Linked DNA regions of Danio rerio: region 1 is linked to region 2. A link is a contact called in public HiCAR-type data. All regions are on one chromosome and are shown on one strand. The core of a region is the stretch at or near the end of the contact, and the rest is flanking DNA. Distances in the headings are between cores, read along the strand shown. Region 1 holds the start of cry1a (cryptochrome circadian regulator 1a). Region 2 holds the start of cyb5r3 (cytochrome b5 reductase 3).

Evidence for each region. HiCAR-type assays count read pairs that join an accessible place to other places.
Region 1: a contact with region 2 is called in a HiCAR-type map of caudal fin, with 6 times the contacts expected there. The contact joins the promoter of cry1a here to the promoter of cyb5r3 in region 2. A contact is called at or near these places in 3 of 18 Hi-C or Micro-C datasets (caudal fin, hematopoietic stem cells and an unstated tissue) and 3 of 4 datasets of contacts at active chromatin or transcription factors (caudal fin, embryo and gastrula embryo).

Annotation. Positions count from the first base shown.
Region 1 is chr4:12,584,917-12,587,616 of GRCz12tu, forward strand. cry1a (cryptochrome circadian regulator 1a) reads left to right here and starts at 1,320. Exons shown (of 14, transcript NM_001077297.2): 1 at 1,320-2,171. The coding sequence starts at 2,014. It also overlaps a transcript of btbd11a not described here.
Region 2 is chr4:12,382,138-12,384,837 of GRCz12tu, forward strand. It overlaps cyb5r3 (cytochrome b5 reductase 3), which reads right to left and starts at 1,355. Exons shown (of 9, transcript NM_212685.1): 1 at 1,231-1,355; 2 at 807-932; 3 at 652-724; 4 at 449-555; 5 at 223-352. The coding sequence starts at 1,248. It also overlaps a transcript of btbd11a not described here.

The DNA of each region.
Region 1 (2,700 bases), core at 70-2,569, 200 kb after region 2:
CTATAGTAGTTACAATGAATTATGCATAACTACATGTTATTAACCCTAAAGCTAATCCACATTCTAACCCCAACCATATAGTAAGTACATAACTTATTAATATTACTCAGAAGTTAAATGAATAGTTGCACTGTAACTACATCACCTTAAAATAAAGTGTCATTTTTTATATGACACATCTTTTATGCAAAATACATTATTTATACTGTAAGAAATGACAAAATGTATTTATGATTATTTAAATTATTACTTTAAGTTAATCAGGTTCCACGAAGTTTAAGTGAATATTTTAAGTGTGTTTGACTGATGTAGGTTGAGATGACTTAAAAAGTTAATTTGATTCAACTAAAAAATGTAGGCAGCAACATTCGTAGTGTAATGCAGAACTAAATAAAAGATTACCTGATATTATGTTCAAATCATTAATGCAGTTTTACTTTAACATTTTACAGTACATGCACTTAGCATGTGTGCATAGTGTACTAAGAAAGTACTAGCTTATATAAGGTAACTACACAGGTTAAGGTTGAGTTCAGGGGTATGATTTAGGGATAGTGCATAGCCAGTTCATGTAATGACTATAAACAGCGCATACTATGTGAAAGAGTATTGTAAAATAAAGGGCTAACATGACTATTTTGCCTCTTCTGCAAGGAGTGTGTGAGCATCTGAGCAGAAATGTATGCACACATTTATAAAATCAAATAGCATGAGTGATGTTTAAACATCATGACCTGTAGAAATGCAGGGAATATAACTAAAACTGACCACAGACTGATGCAGTGCATTAAAAGACAGCCAAAAGCACCAAAACTTCTTGGAAAGGAATACTTTTTTGTACATAACATGACTCAACAGTGCCATCCTGCTGCAGGAAATAAAAACCGCGCACTGACACGAGCCTGATCATGTCACTTCTCATGTGCCCATCCGGGTACTGCAGCTCCAACCTATCAGCTTTGAGAACAGCACACTACAGTCCTTAACCGTCTTCATGTGCTACCAATTCATAAAACGAAGCCTTGCTGTTTTTCCATATGCAAACATCAAGTAGTTCCTATGCACCCTATAATATTTCTAGTAATATATTTTTCATAAACACTAAAGTTTTAGCTTTGTAATTACATGCGTAATTACATGCATAATAACACAGAATAGATAAAGACTAATGTTTATACTAAATACGCAGTTAAATGCATTTATACTTGGTGTTTTAAGTTATCACACCAAAGAAACGTGACTGAGAATCAACAGCGTCACTCTGGGGCTTGACCAATCAGAGCGCGCTGCTCCGTGTGCGCAATCATCAAGGTGGAGTCAAGTTGACCGACTGGATTGCATGGCTGAAAGTGTATGGAACCTGCGCTTCTGGAAAAATATTTACAAGTGGACATAACATTGAAGGAAAACAAACAAGACACGCTGAATACTTCGTATGAGGCTTCTCTTCGTGCGGGATATTGGTTTATTTTGCGACAGCTGCCTGTAAAAGCTCATACGAGAGGTTTGAGCCAATATTAATATTTACATAATCGTGCTCATTCGGGCTCGCGCATCGTATAGACTTCAGCTGTAAGTCTACGCATTGACATTTTACGCATAACTCAAATCACAACTTTCTCTACATGCGAGATATAGTATATATACCGTGTTTTTCATTATTTTAAGTTATTCGGAAAAAACAAGTTATACAACAGGGAGGCGTACTTTGCGTTGCGCCTTGGTCCTAAAGCCGGTCGCGTATTCGTCTGTTGCGCGGGTATCCAGCGCGTGCCCCAATGCTTCATCTGAGGTCGTGTTCCAAATTATTAGACGTAATGATGGAAAGTGTTTTGTTGGAGCAAGGCTAACTATTTTCTCTCTCTCATTAAATCCAGAATAATTTGAACGTGCATATATAGTGATTTTGTAAGATTATTTGTCGTTTTTGTTTACGCATTTGAGAGCAGTTTCTTTTTTGGAGAGTGTTGTAGAATAACCCTTGCATACTAAAAGCTGGACTTTAGTGGAGTAATGGTGGTCAATACAGTCCACTGGTTCAGGAAGGGCTTGCGGCTCCACGACAATCCTTCACTCAGAGACTCTATTCTGGGAGCGCACAGTGTCCGCTGTGTGTACATCCTCGACCCCTGGTTCGCAGGATCCTCCAACGTCGGGATCAGCAGGTGGAGGTAAGGGATCGGATGACAAATATTTTGTATTTGCATTGAATGCATTGCAAGATCCGTTCTTGTCTAATTTATTATAATCAAAAATATTCACTTTTGATTTAGTCTATTGTACTCTTATCGTATAGTGCCATTCATTTTTGTTTCTATGGAGTGCTATTATTATTATTATAATTTTAAACCTCATAATGAATTTGAAATCTGTGTACTCTTTCACCCTCCGGATCTATTTTACCAAGGTTTTACTGCATTTGCCACTATTTATTGAAAATTGTAAAATATTGAGAAAAGCATTGAAATTTCAAATTGTGCATGAACCAGATAGATAGATAGATAGATAGATAGATAGATAGATAGATAGATAGATAGATAGATAGATAGATAGATAGATAGATAGATAGATAGATATGAAATTGGAATATATTGTTGTATAGAATATATTGTTTTATGAAATGCATATGTAAAACATATAATCTGAAAATTGCATGTACTTATGGTATGATAGTAATCTTAAAACTGTCCTAAAAAAGTA
Region 2 (2,700 bases), core at 105-2,604:
GTTTCCTATAGTCAGTTAAAAGTCTGTTAAAGGAGAAGTATCAACATTAAGATATTTAGTTTACTAATACTCAAATAGACCATTAAAATAAAGTGTTATATTAAGTCTATTCATATGCAGTCATTTTTTCAGGTTTTACATCAATTTAAGCAGATGTTTTCTTAGCTTTCTCAGACTGAGTGGATTTCAATACTGTCTACATTTTTTCAGCTGACTACAAACCTTTGCCTTTGTAAACCAGCAGTCCACTTGGTCCCCTGAAATCAATTGTGTCACCAATGCGAAGGCTCTCCAAGTATTGGGACATCTTGCCTCCGTCTGGAAACTTTGGATGGATATTTTTGTAGTATATCTGAAATAAATAAGGCAACAAAACATTTAAACCTCCAAAAAAACTTTTTATTTTACAATGATATTAATTAATTATATACACACAAGAATGTTATACCTTGACAACTAGATCCACGAAGCCCTTATCATCATCACTAGACACCGGCGTGTAAGGCCTCACCACAAGGTTGCCATCAATTTTGGCAGACAAGTAGATGTGTTGACCTTTAAATGTAAATATAAACATATTAAAGGTATGTGTACAATAATAATATACATATTTGCAGGGTGTATTTGCATATATATACACATTACACTCACCAATAGGAAGTCCAAGAACATGATCGGGTGATTTTAAAGCAAATCGAAATCTTCTTGTGTCATGGCTTATAATCTTAAGAGAGAAAGAGGGATGTAAAGCATCTGATACTTAAGAAATGTTATATTATGCACATATTGTTTTGAAGCAACCACACCTCTTTGTCAACAAGACGCAATGGGTATTTTACATCGGGATCTTCAAGGGTGATGGCTGGTCTCGACTTAAAACCAAAGAGTCTTCGGAGAAAATCAAGCACGAATTGACAGCTACCAGTGATGAGCTACAACAACACACAGAAAAGAGGACATTAAAACATTCACTAGTCATGCAGTAATAAGCCGAAAACACCCATGGATCAATTATTGAGGGTGTGTTCTGCACAGGCTGAAGCAAACTGACGATTGTTTGCAAAACAGACTGTCAACAAACTACCAATGCAGTTAGCATCATTTAATGCGATGAAATATAATTTTAAACTAGCAAATATGACATTGCAGTCGAAAATACAGTTGCGTTTTGCATAAAACACGACGACTGTTCTGCAAGTTTTTTTGTTTAATTTATTGTAATTTACTCACGTTAAAGATGAAAGACATTTTCTCCTGTGGTGTTTACGGTACTCTGTCAAGTATCACTGAATGATAATAACACTTACAGGCTAATAATAGCTTTACTAGAAAGTTAGCAGCCTTGTCAAAGTGACAAGCTCTTCCTGGAGAGGGCGAAATACTAGTGACGTCATTACGTTGAGCTTTGAAACCTTTGCGAGTCGAATCTTCAGTAACGAGGACTCGATACGACATAACTGTTTTGAATCATTTTGACGTTTCACTATTTCGGCGCTAGGAGGCGATCTCTGTTACATAAACCAGCCTGTATGTGGTTTGGATATTTTTTTTATAATTTTCTTTTAAATAATAATAATAATTATATATATATATATATATATATATATATATATATATATATATATATATATATATATATATATATATATATATATATATATATTTAGAGTAGCAGTTCTCGGTCTTACTGGGCTGATCACCCAACTCCAACATAAAGCAAACTAATTTATAAAGCAGGGAATGTAAACCATGCACAGAATTTGTTCAAGTGTGTTTGTAAGTATTTCAAGGTAAAATTAATACTATTACAAATAATTTCCACTTAGTACCGTGAGAAATGAATCTTTCAAAACTTTGAATCAATTGAATCGATTACAGCTTAAAATGATTCACTATTTGGAATGGTTCTATCTAGAGTCTAGACTGTTGACGTCTGCTGGTCACATCTATAAATGCACGTTCTTAGCCCAAACGTGCATAAAACTGCAAATATTTTATGAAAAGTGAATGTTACATTCAGTTAGTGAACCATAATTAAATGTTACTGTTGTGTTCTTTAAGTAATTTGCATGCAGTTTTATTTTTTATTATCTAGAGCTATGCTTGGCTTTGCAGGCCTACAAGCAAACTGCAACTCATATTTCTTGTTATAGTTCTGACTCTTTGGGCCCTTTTATCCTTTTGACTGCCAGACAGCCATATATTATGAGAGGAAAGCAGCCATATATGCTTACTAAACAAAAAACATTATACATTTAATGTTGATTGTAATTAATCACTTTATATACAGTGAAACTCATCAGAGATGAACCAATCAGAAGTTGTTCAAAATCAAAACTAGGAAAATGGGACAAAAGAGAAATAGATTACCTGATCCTGGGACACCCAAACACAACATTCAAATCCAGTTCATTCAGATCCAGATGAAACTTCTTAAATAGCTGGACTTGTACGAGGCTCAGATGAGATCCACAGTGTGTGCTACTGCAGGTCCAGGAACAGTTTAAGAGATCATAGAGCTCAATCCATACAAATAAATATCAGGTGAAGCTTGCACTGATTAAAAATTTCACACCGTGGAAATGTTCATCATGTTATGGAGAAAAAAAAAAGTTCTTTAAGTTGACCCTAATGAAAATTATCCCATCCACTTTCTTCTGTCATATAAACAGTCAGTGTACTTATAAATATTATCTTGGT